Linked DNA regions of Triticum aestivum: region 2 is linked to region 1. Evidence: chromatin contacts called from public Hi-C data. All regions are on one chromosome and are shown on one strand. Each heading gives the region's core, a stretch centred on a gene start, on an enhancer-like site or on the middle of the called end of the contact. The rest is flanking DNA. Distances are from core to core; before and after follow the strand shown. Region 1 holds the start of LOC123045161 (potassium transporter 22). Region 2 holds the start of LOC123045162 (probable tetraacyldisaccharide 4'-kinase, mitochondrial).

Region 1 (6,575 bases), core at 2,426-4,925:
CAACATCCGGGCCAGGCCCACAGCAAGATCCCTCCGTGTAGACCCGACGCGTCCGTTTTCCCCCTCCAGGTGCCGGCGGCGGCGCCGTCCGTGAGAGGGGGGGGCACACCCCGGAGACGCGTGCTGGGCGTTTGCAACCGCCTCAACACTTCGAGACTTGTGAGAGGCCGCCTATGCAAGATTTGACGGTTTGCTAGCCCCCGGAGGCCGCCAACCACAGTCGTAGACGTGCGAAGAGCAATCCGCGTAGAGGGAAGTGTTCAGATACTTCTCCATCACAAAAAATTATGAAAAATTACCATCAGTCCTATAGCACATGTGCCCACGTTGTGTAAAAAACTCATGATTTTATCGCGCTCCAAGTATTTAATAATATTCACGTTGCATCGTTACCGCAGAACGTCTACTACCGTGTCATTGCCGTCCGTGAGGGGGGGCCACACCCCGGAGACGCGTGCCGCCTCTTCGGACATGCCACCACACCACCCCGCATGTATGAGGGCCCGGTGCGACGCTCCGGTGGCATTGCTACCCCCAGGGCCCCCGTCCCGCCTAACCCTGTAGCGTTTGACCACGGGATCTAGCCCTTTGACTTTGCACGGACGGGATTTGACCAGTGGACCTCTCCACCCGGTTGTGTTAGGTCAGCCCATAGGAACACTTTGGAGCAACATCCGGGCGAGGCCCACAGCAAGATCCCCTCCGCGTAGGCCCGACGCGTCCGTTTTCCCCCTCCAGGTGCCGGCGATGGCGCCGTCCGTGAGGGGGCCGAACCCCGGAGACGCGTGCTGCCTCTTCAGACATGCCACCACACCACCCTGCATGTATGAGGGGCCGGTGCGATGCTCCGGTGGCATTGCTACCCCCCATCCCCCCAGGGCCCGCGTCCCGCCTAACCCTGGAGCGGTTGACCACGAGATCTAACCCTTTGACTTTCCACGGACGAGCTTTGAACAGTGGACCTCTCCACCCAGTTGTGTCAGGTCAGCTCAGAGGGACACCTGGGAGCAACATCCGAGCCAAACCGACAACTACATCCCCTCCGTGTAGACCCGATGCGTCCGTTTTCCCCCTCCAGGTGCCGCCTCTTTGGACATGCCACAACACCACCCCGCATGTATGAGGGCCCGGTACGACACTCCGGTGGCATTGCTACCCCCCCAGGGCCCCCGTCCCGCCTAACCCTGGAGCGGTTGACCACGAGATCTAGTCTTTTGACTTTCCACGGACGGGCTTTGACCAGTGGACCTCTCCACCCGGTTGTGTTAGGTCGGCCCAGAGGGACACCCGGGAGCAACATCCGGGCCAAAACCACAGCTACATCCACTCCGTGTAGACCCGACGCGTCCGTTTCCCCCTCCAGGTGCCGGCGGTGGCGCCGTCCATGAGGGGGGGCACACCGCGGATGTGAGGGGGGTCACTCTCTGGAGACGGGTGTCGGGCGTTTGCAACTGCCACAAAACTTCTGTCGGCATAGCTGTTTTTGATTTTAATAAAATATAAGGATCTATATTTAAAAGAACATGACCGCACATTATTAACGTGCTCGAAAAAATACAAACTATATATATATATATTCATAATATATGAAAAAAATACAAACTACATATATATTCATATGTATGTTTATATTTAACATGTTACATGTTAGTTGATATAATAATACATAAAAAAGCATTAAAAATATGTACCAAAAAAAATCTAACTATGCCGACGGCCTAGCCGTCGGCATAGATCCGACCAGCGTGCCGCGGATCACTGACGTGGCAGATATGCCGACGGCAGCCGTCGGCATAGGCTCTGCATGGTGCGGCCTGGATCAATGACGTGGCCTGCGGACCTATGCCGACGGCCCCCCGTTTAGGCCGTCGGCATAGCTCTGACGCCGTTAGCCAGGGGATGGCCGGGCCCCACGTGTATGCCGACGGCCTATGTAAGCCGACAGGAGCTGTCGGCGTATATGTAGCTAGGCCGACGGCCATTCTATGCCGACGGGTGCCGTCGGCTTATCTCTGCGTAACCCGACGGCCTTTGTACGCCGACGGCCAGAACCAGGCTGTCGGCATATCTCCCAGCAAGCCGCCGACGACCGTCGGCATTGTTTTGGCCGTCGGGGTATGGCCCTGTTCCGGTAGTGTGTTCTTGGCTATCTTCAGTTGAATTAATCTGGTAAGCAAGCACACTTGCTTATCGGCAAAGAACCTACAGAGCAATACCTGGAACAATTAATAAATAATCAATAAGCTAGCTTGCATAATCTCCACCAGAAATCTAGGACGTACTACTACTACAGATTACGTGTTGAGTTGTTCAGAGAAAAAAGGACATGTCAGTGTTGTAAAAGAAGGACATGCATGTCAGTGTTAATACTAGTAATTTGTCAAGGAAACTATAATGGCGGAGACTATTTTTGTGGTAAACAAGCTGGGCATGGATGGCGCTTCCTGTGTACTACTCCCTCCGTCCTTTAAAGAGTGTACTTCCAACTTTGTTGGAGGGTCAAACATCTCAATGTTTGACCGAATATGTGCAAAAATATATCAATGTTTATGAAACCAAATAGGTATATGATGAAAATATATTTTATCATGAATCTAATGCTACTAATTTGATGTCATAAATGTTGGTACATTATTGTATAAATACGGTCAAACATAAAAAGGTTTGACTTTCCAATAAGGTTGAAAGTACACTCTTCAAAGGACGGAGGGAGTATACTCGTAGCTGAGGAAGAAGAGATGGAAGAGCATAGTACTACTGGGTTACTTGAGGAAAACAGAGCCATGTACAGATAAAGGCCAGACAGAAGAGAGATAACTTGAATCCAGTAGTACTCCCTCCGTTCCTAAATAATTGTCTTTCTAGAGATTTCAACAAGTGACTACATATGGAGCAAAATGAGTGAATCTACACTCTAAAACATGTCTACATACATCCGTATGTTGTAGTCCATTTAAGATGGCTAGAAAGACAATTATTTGAGAACGGAGGGAGTAGTACGTAGTATATCTCTGGACTGAGAGCTACTACAAGAGATGATAGACGATCTTGCACCGAGGTCGATGAGTGGATCCAAGCAACATAGGTAGGCAGCGTTTTTCTCACTCGGACATAGGTACGTGCGGCGGACATGAGGTCGTCAAAAATGCTACACGTACAGGCTCATTCTACAGGTTTTTATAGGTTGAGGACCATTCGCTCTTCTAATTGGCCCTCCCCTGATTTTCACCGGTGGGCCCGTGCATCTTAATCAATCCTCGGCCAATCACTATTAAGCAACCTGTAAACCTGCATCTGAATCCAAGGTCTGTCTACGCGTGGTTGAATTCGTGGATCCATGCTGAAACAGACTGCACAGTGATGGAAAGATATCGATTTTTTTATTTCCTTTGGCGTAGCAACAGCTACAGCAATGAATTATGATCACACGGTTAGTTCCCTTGTGGCCCGAGCCCGACGCTGACGCCATGAGTCGCGAAGGGTGATGGGCGAAAAGTAAGCTAAGCCAAGCCAAAGCCATTGCGGGGACGGAATCTGTTGATCCATCAACGTCCATCTGAAAACGTATCCAGGTCGGGTCGCATAGCACAGCAGCACGTATGTACTCCGCACAGTAGCAGCTTAATTAATTGCTACCCTGCCGTTCACATACTCCAGCGATCCACAACTAGTAGTACCGCGCGCTATCTCTAACCAGAGAGATGCGCTCATTATAAAAGGGAAGATTGCATGGCGAGGCCATGAGAGACTAGATCCATCCAGGAGCACCAAGCTAGCTAGATACTGGCATGTTATTCCACGAGCCAATTACACCCTTACTTCTTGGATCCTTCTCAACAATTAAGCTTAGTCATCTAGCCGGCTGGTAGGATCGATCGATGGCTGAGCAGCAACACAAGGGTGGTGATGATGAGGTGCTGGAGGTGGAGTGCGCGCTGGACATGCCGGAGGTGGTGCAGCGGCAGGACTCGCTGTACCGGGACGCCTCCAGGGCCGGCGGCGCCAGCCACCACGGCCATGAGCGGTGGGGCAAGACGCTGCGCCTCGCGTTCCAGTGCGTCGGTGTGCTCTACGGCGACATCGGCACGTCGCCCCTCTACGTTTACTCCAGCACCTTCACCGCCGGCGTCCGGCACACCGACGACCTCCTCGGCGTCCTCTCCCTCATCATCTACAGCTTCATACTCTTCACCATGGTCAAGTACGTCTACATCGCCCTCCGCGCCAACGACGACGGGGACGGTACGCACGCATGCAGATTTCCTTCCTCGCTTCATCCTCTTCCTCTTTCTTCTTTCTTTGTACTCGATCGTAGTAATTAGATTGCGCGACGTGTTACACGTACGTACGGTGCACCTAGCTAGCTACCTTAGCATGCAGCAAATTGACGCAGCATCTGCATGTACCAGCAGCTTAATTGGACCCCCGACCCAACGGCAAAACTGATCGTTTGGTGCATGCATGGTACACCACCGTCTCTTGTCGTCTCTTCCTAAACAACAAGGTTTTCCAAAATGAAGTGGGTCGAGTGGCCGTGCATGTGTTTGTTGTTATTAATTAATTGTTATTATAACAGTGAACTAGTTCGTACTGTAGTTAGCGATCAACGTAGTAATACTTCTCATATTGTGCATCATATCCTACGATCGAGTAGATGCATGGGAATGTTTGTGGTTATTTTACTGTAGTTAGCATGCATGCATGATACTAGCAGTATATACCAAAGGCCCAAATTAAAGAAGTTGTTGCATGACATGCATGCAGGCGGTACGTTCGCGCTCTACTCTCTCATCTCGCGGCACGCCAAGGTGAGCCTGGTGCCGAACCAGCAGGCGGAGGACGAGCTGCACATCCTGGAGCAGGACGATCCCAAGTCCTTCAGCCGGCGGCGCGCCCTGGCCACGCTGCAGCTGGCCTCGCCGGCGGCGTACCGCGCGCAGCGGGTGAAGGAGCTCCTGGAGACGAGCAAGCCCGTGCGCATCTCGCTCTTCCTGCTCACCATCCTCGCCACGGCCATGGTGATCAGCGACGCCTGCCTGACGCCGGCCATCTCCGTGCTGTCCGCCGTGGGAGGGCTCAAGGAGAAGGCGCCGCACCTCACTACAGGTACGTTCCATGCATATATAGTATCTTTCGGTCTACCTTGTGTTAGTACAAAATTGGATCATCTATTTTGAAACAGAGGGAGTACGTACTAGCGCCTAGAGGCATCAATATCATACACATACAACTCGATCAGCCGGCCGCTTATGGGTAACAAGTGTGAACCCGATGGATGAGGTCGACGACCAGCTAGCTGGAGTGTAGCGTGGCGTGATTTAGATGCAACGCAGCATAGAGCAGCGAGGGAAAGCAAAAATCATTTGAGGCATATTAATTGATGCGAGAAAAACAGCATCCATCCGTCCATGTCCGATGGGTCAGTGTGTATATAGGTAGGTCTCTTGTAGTCCCAGCCGTCCAGGCATTATTGCAAATGTGAGACGACTTTGCGGATGGCGCCATCGCCATCGCCATCGCCATCCAGCAGTTATCGGTCCATCGGTATGTATAGTAGTAGTATATATATAGTGGTGTTTACGCAGCCTCACTGCTATCCACACGTACGAGTACGAGTACAGGCTCGACAGACATAGTACCCAACATCTACTGTGCTCCGCCTCTTGTGTTCAGACTCGAGATGCACACACCTGAATATAATGTTCAGCTACTGCATGCTACCTCACATGTACAGTAGATGTAGGTACGTCTTGTAATAAGTCGTTAGCGGTCGACACCATCTTCTCCACGCAGTGATGAATGGTGCGTGTTAACTTGTCACAAACATCAATAAATCTTGCATTTCAATCGTGCATGATTCGGAGATGTGTATACGAGAACCGAACCGATCCATGGATCCCCTCCCTCTGTACGTAGTTTTCAGGATAGATAGGCTGTCACTCTCTAAACTCAAGAGCAACAGTAAAACCATACTTTTTCTTTGAGATGGTAGGAGTATCTCTATCGATACTTAACGGCGTGTGAAACCTCTAGGACACGCACCCTGAATCATTGCAACCTCAATTAATGTTTGCAGTTATAATGGATGTGACGCCCATCCATCATACTAACTTGCAAATCACCATACACCTTCATACGTTACGTATACGTACGACTACTCCAGCCTAGTCGTAGCTTACATGTTGGAGTAAAATGTTTCATCAACATGCATCTACTAGCAGCGTACGTACAGGGAAACAACGTACCAAACTCTCAGGGTCTCAAGGGTCGAGGCGCATGCATGCAGTAGAAGATCAAAGCTCGTACTCATAGAAGATTCAGTACCCTGTTGGGCAAAAATGCTGAACTGATCGACGGACGGATGTTGCGTGCATGCAGACCAGATCGTGTGGATCACGGTGGCCATCCTGGTGGCGCTCTTCTCGGTACAGCGCTTCGGCACAGACAAGGTGGGCTACTTCTTCGCGCCGGTCATCATCCTCTGGCTGCTCCTCATCGGTGGCGTCGGCGTGTACAACCTCGTCAAGCACGACATCGGCGTCCTCCGGGCCTTCAATCCCAAGTACATCGCCGAC
Region 2 (6,575 bases), core at 2,693-5,192, 570 kb before region 1:
GTTTGCCAGAGAAGCAGATTGTCATCCTAATATTTTTATTACCTATTAGATTTTACTTACAATGACTGTGGGCATCAGCTGAAAGAAGCTTCTCAAAGTTGAAAGTGTTGAAATAATACCTGAGATCTGCAATGTCACAAGAGAGGTTGATATTGATAAGAAATTGTTGGATGAGATTGATATTGATACTATCATTAGTGATTTTGCATCTCAGAATGTAGAAAAAATGAAGGTAATATGTTATACATTATTTGATATGCATATGATTTTGGATGCACTTAATTTTTGGGGTCAAAAATTATATCTACATGTGTTGATTGTAATTTAGACGTTTATACTAAGGGCCCCGCATTCTAGATTCGCCCCAGCCCCCTGAAATCTCAGGACCAGCCCTGGTTGGGTCCAATAGGTCCCTTGTGGCTGGTCACGCGAGGGTTGATCTGTTGTGCACGCGTCTTGGTTCCCGTCCGACGACACTCTGCGGTATGTAATTGGCATCCTTTGCCGAGCTCTAGCCTAGGGTTGATGTTGTGTGCTCTGGCATTATCACAACAGACCTGGGTGTCCTTGCTGTGGTCTGGGTCGCCTGATGCACAGGCCCCTGGGCCTCAGACCAGCTCCTTGGGTTGGCGCCATGGTCGACCCTTGTTGGTTTCCAGGCTAGCATAATTACGGGTGATTTTAGGTTTTTGAGGAAGTGCCTTTGCGGGATTATAACCTTTGGCATGAGCGGTGGTCGTGCGGCTCCGGACGAAAGCCTGGCCCGACCTTGTCGGTGCCTGCAAAGGCGGCGCCTTGTGACAACGTTTCCTCCTTAGTGGCATTGTCGAGGAGCCCCAATTTACCCCCACCTTTTGTAGTCTAGGCCTCCGGGTGAAAACCTAGATCCGACTTTGCCGAGCTGAATCGGACCATGCCAGTCCCATCGATGTTGTTACCTCCCTGGAGGCGTTGTTCTTGGAGGTTGACCCTCGATTGGCGCGTGGGTTGACGGCACATGCATTGGCACTTGATACTAGTGTCGGCATCGTGCCAGCACGGGTAACTTGGGTGGCATGAGAAGTGGTATGCTGAGGATCCGGTGATGTGGCGCTTTGGTGGCACAGAGGCACTTGGGCGTATGTTTTGACTGGCAGGGGGTGTGGCGAGGTGTGGTGGTACAGCATTTTGGGCGCCAGTGGCAGTTCTGAGGCGAGTCCAGCGGTCTGCAGCGCCATTGACTCTATCCAAAGCGAGAGCAGCCTAGTTCTGCCCTCTTTTACAGAGAATCGGACTCTCTCTTCTCATCTCATCTCGGGGTCCTGGTGGGTTATGGCGTTCTGTGTGCTTATGTGGCCGACTAGTGGGCATGTAGGCCAGAGGTAGTTTGGTGGCATTGGTTGTAACGTGTGTCTAACAACCTTTGGTCATGGTCATGTCTAGGTCTTGAGTGGTCGGTTGTTTAGCATATTTCCAGGCTTGTATATACTTTCTTTCTATCAATGCATCGAGACGCAAGCTTTGCGTTTTGTTGGATTTCTTTTAAAATATATCGACTACAGATGTGGGGTGACTTGACTATGTATTGTTTATTTGGCTGACCACCTTAGTCTTAAGATAGAGTGTGAGGTAGGCAGCTAAGCATGAATGAAGGAAAACATAAAGGAACATCTTAAGGCTTTAAATGAAAACTTAATAAAGTTATCTGTAAATCCAGTTTTGAGTTGGTGTGATACACCTAGGAAACATTAATTACTCCCTCCGTCCACGAATAAGTGTACATCTAGCTTTCGTTCTAAGTCAAAGTTTTAAAATTTTGACCAACTTTATAGAAAAAAATAGTAGCATGTATGACAACTAATTGATATATTATGAAAGTACATGTCAAAACGAATCTAGCGATACAAATGTAGTGCCATAAATGCTGCTGCTTTTCCTATAAATTTGGTCAAAGTTTTAAAACTTTGAATTAGAACAAAACCTAGATGTACACTTATTCGAGGACGGAGGGAGTAGGTCTGATGATATATAAGCAGCAAAACATAGTGGCAATGAACCTCTATAAACACTTACACTGTCTTCTCAAAATGAGTAGGATTACAACAGGCAGCATTCCATTTCTAGATAAGACACACCAAGCTAAAAGGGTCTAGACAAAGGAAGTGTGAGGGAAAAAGGTACCTCTCTGACTGTATGTATGAAAGCATCTGGGCAGCCAATCGCAGAAACACATAGCACAATCATGCCATCCAACACATTAAGAGATAGTCTCTGTAATGGTTGATGAACCTCGAAAACATGTGATGGGGCCAATTTACTAAAGAACACTGAACATGTTGTGCCACTATCCTGGACTGTACGTGCAATTGTTTCCAGCTGCGCTTCACAAGCCTGTGTAATAGCAAATGGTAGTTCAGAGAACAACCTATGAGATTATTCATGTGCTTGAGGTAAAAGAGATACCAACATCTCTCATTTCTTGCAGTGCGGAATTCACTAATGGTTAAGCCCCACCTTTTCCGGATGCAATTTCAGCTCACAATGAGGGAAAGTAAGAAAGCACCTTGGATTATTTTAATTCTAAATTCTAAATACTTAGAATCACATGGTTGCTATAAATACATTTTTATGTGACAGCTTAAATTTGTGCTGGCTTACTTCAACATCACACTTTCAGTGCCTCATGTCAAGAACAATATACGCTAAACATTTAATACTCAAACAGGAAACACAAATAAGTTACAAGAAAGTCTGAGTTACTGAGACTATCGTTTACCAGATCCGCATGATGAATAACCACTATATCAGCTCGAGTAAGTGCGCTCAACGGTTCCCTCATGGGTCCTCGTGGAATGAAATGGGTATTTCCCCAAGGTGTCAACCCATTGACCATCACAATCTCCACATCTCGAAGCAGGCTCCGGTGCTGCCTACAAGAAACGACAGACAGAACCGAGAATACATACATGAGAACATGTGTTTCCTGAAGGAACAGCTATGCTTGACCATTATTAGTTTAAAAGATGCCACTGTGTTAGCTATTTTCCAAGTAAGATTCCATGGTACTGATGGATTGATCCATATAAGTTGTCTATACAAGAAAAGAAAAACAAATACTTATACCTACATTCCGTCGTCCAGTATAGCGACTCCAATTTTCGCACTTTTACCGCTTGCCACCCGGTTGCACGCTAACTTCTCCCGGCGGAAGGCATCACAAGGATCGATTTGGCCGTACTTTTGCAACATGGAAGAACCCACATCAGCCCGGTTTGCGCCAACACCAATCTTGGTGGAAGTATCAGCAAGGCGCCTCCGGAGCATCTTAGATTCATCGCCACCCGCATAACCCTACAGCACCGAATTTTATGACTGATTTGTTCAAAGGTAGCATCACGAGAAATATAAATGAAGTATTGGAAATGAACTAGGCGACAGTTGTGAAACGTTAGCTTAGGACATGAAGAGTCCCCCATTTTTACTGAAAATTTTGTCTGTGTAACTAAATGATTGAATGAGAACCAATAAAAATGTGAAAAAGTACAAGCATGCAAGCAGCATTAGGAGGACGAGTTTACCCTTGTTAGGATGAGTGGCGAGATGCCCATAATGTGAAACCTGCGGGCCAGGAAGTCGACCATGGGTGTCTTTCCGTTGCCGCCCCAGGTGAGGTTTCCTACGCTGATGACGGGGACCGGTAGGGTCCGTCGCGAGCGTAGCGGAGAGGAGAGGATGACGGGGAGGCGGAGAAGGGCGGAGGCGGCGGAAAGGAGAGGGAGGAGTGCGCGGTGGAGGAAGGGAAGGTTAGGAACGGCGGCGTCCGGGGTGGCGGCGAGGCGGGCCAGGAGCTGCCGCGCCTTCTCCGTCGCCATCGGAGTCCCCGGGGTGGTCGCCGCCGCCTGTCGCCAGGTGACGAGGTGTTGGGCTGGGCCTTTTCCCCCATTAAGCCAGCAATGGACGACAAGCTTGATTGAAACTCGGTGTGCTGGTTAGACGGGGAACTAACAAAATCCATAGAAGTTCCTAAAAAAAACCATAGAAAGAAAAAAGGAGAGCTGGTCATTGTGAGAAAGCCGGGCATTTGCCACTTTCAACATGTGGCTTCACAAAATTGCCACTGTCAAGATGGGTTTCATAAAATTGCCACTCAGCTCATGCCTACCTTGATTACCATGCCATTTCCCACCTTTTATCGATTTTCCTTTTATTTTTCCATTTACACGCACATGAAAGGACCAGACTGCCCTTGAATGTCTTCATGTACCCGGTCACTTCGTGTACGCAGTACTTTGCTATGTTCTCACTTAACATGCGCGCAATTAATCAAAAACACCGCGAGTTGCAGATCGCCTGTAGGCTGAATCTCCTGGACGTTGCCGTGATGTCGATCGGCCTTGACGTCGATCTCCTGGACATCATCGTCATCGATCTCCTGGACGCTGCGCAACACGTACCCTGATATGGCAGTACCACAACGGCTGCTTGGAACCTAGTCCATCTGGATAATATTGTATTATCTCTTTCTCTTGATTTGCTTGCTTGATTTCAATCCGTGAACAAGTAGTAACAGGTTCTAGCAAAGTATAGCTTACATGGGTGTACAATTGTGCTTACAAGTTGTTCGTATGCTCCATGTTCAGCACCTACACACATTATTCTCCATCCTCCATGGACGTATCAAGCTGCTTCCCCCACACAATTGGTGTTGTTGTTCGTCGTCGCCCTCGCCAGTCCGTCACTCCACCAGCATGATGCGGGGCAACCTGCAGCGGTGAGCGCAGGTGTGGGCGAGCAGGGGAGGTGAGCTGCAACGGCGCACACAAGCGTGCACGAGCAGGCAATGGAAAGCTTCACAGGTGTGCAGGCATGGGCGTGCCACGTCGTTGAGTAGACGAGAGCGCTCTAATGGTGCATGTAGGCGTGGGCGAGCTACGCGATGAGCAGATGAGAACGAGTCATGTCGACGGGCAGGTGTGGATGAGCAGCCAGCAACGAGCTTTGTTGGCGCGCGAGGGTGTGGATGATCTACGGCGGCAAGCAACGCTGGTGAGCCAGCATTTCAGCATTTTGACCACACCAAGCAACGCACGAAACAGATGAGGTTGGAATAGCCAAGGGCAGTCTAGTTCTTTCAGGTGCATATAAAATGAGAAAACAAAAGGAAAATCAATAAAAGAGTGGAAATGGCATGGTAATCAAAGTGACCATGAGTTGGGTGGCAATTTTATGAAGAATATCTTGACAATGGCAATTTTGCACAGCCGCATGTTGAAAGTGGCAAATACCCGATTTTCTCGGTCGTCGTATGGTCGCCTCACCCTCGTGTCCCCCTTCACATAGTGAATTATTATTATTATTTTTGTGGTTGTGTGTGGGGGGTTGAAAGACATTTATTCCATGTAAGAAGGTTAATTCGAGAGGCAGAAATCATCAATAAATAGTGGTCCTAGCTGTAGTCATACAACAGTGCCTCAAATAATGAAAGCAACACTCATGCTAGGAGCATCTCCGGTGTAAGTAGCACGACTGAGAATACATCACATACTCAAAGAAGGCTACTTACTTAAGCCAAAAAAGGGATGATCAAACGGGAAGCTCAGAAACTCATATGAGTGATGTGGCAACAATAGGAGCGGACACTGTTGAAAATAGCGAGTGCTATGCTCAGTGCGACTGTATGACGCCAATCGATCTGCTAGACTGCCACCCTATTGACCACGTTTAAGCTTCAAAGGAATAAAATCTCCCATTTGTCGTCGAGTGATTGATCTTGGACACAAAATGGCCATATGTTGATCGTGATAAACCCTCTCTTGAGAAAATAGCCATTGCCTCCAAGGACTCACAGGTCCGTCAGTGTTGCAGTGTTAATGCCATGCCATGCATCAACACATGGATTTCAAACTCCAACGCATCATTGTTGTTGAATAAAAATCTGTACACTGCATATATAACACTTTCGTCAGTCCTTCTTAGAATCATGCCAGCCGTCACGGTCTGATCCGCTGCTGAGTACACCCCATCAATGGACAAGGCCACATGACCAGCTAGTGGATGATCCATCGACACACAGACTCAGGGTTCTTCATTTCTTTCATTGGACAAAGATCATCACGTGCCATCTTACCTTTTATGATTTCTTCTGTGCTAAATACTCTCACCAATTATAGGGATCTCATGTACCTCGGGAGAAAGTCATCAGAGGCCTTCGGTGGCGGTACATATTTTTCATGCACCATATCATATCGTAGTGATTGAATACGCCATAGCAGGATAATAATCATGTTACACATTGATTCCACACAGTTTACTAGCAAGTTCAAAACCCATTCCTTCCCAGAGTCTACTAGTAACGAACAATTGGGAAGAGGCCACGCCTCACGCATCAATTCCCAAAGCCTATAGGCATGATCACAAGTCACCATGGCATGAAAGGTAGACTCGGTATCTTTGCCAGAAACATAGTGAATTAACTCAATTAAGTCTTATCAAAATTCAACTACATCAAAAAAATCTACCCTTTTTATGCTTATATTCAAATCAAATCAAATTAAATCTTATCAAAACCTCACCTAAATCAAAACATTTTTTGCCTC

Evidence for each region. Hi-C and Micro-C count contacts between places; a contact is called where the count stands out from the background.
Region 2: a contact with region 1 is called in a Hi-C map of leaf, with 5 times the contacts expected there. The contact joins the promoter of LOC123045162 here to the promoter of LOC123045161 in region 1. A contact is called at or near these places in 2 of 5 Hi-C or Micro-C datasets (both in leaf).

Annotation. Positions count from the first base shown.
Region 1 is chr2B:403,073,464-403,080,038 of IWGSC CS RefSeq v2.1, reverse strand. It overlaps LOC123045161 (potassium transporter 22), which reads left to right and starts at 3,675. Exons shown (of 3, transcript XM_044468104.1): 1 at 3,675-4,242; 2 at 4,765-5,106; 3 at 6,379-6,575. The coding sequence starts at 3,879.
Region 2 is chr2B:403,646,791-403,653,365 of IWGSC CS RefSeq v2.1, reverse strand. LOC123045162 (probable tetraacyldisaccharide 4'-kinase, mitochondrial) reads right to left here and starts at 3,942. Exons shown (of 7, transcript XM_044468105.1): 1 at 3,558-3,942; 2 at 3,107-3,330; 3 at 2,756-2,909; 4 at 2,161-2,370. The coding sequence starts at 3,851.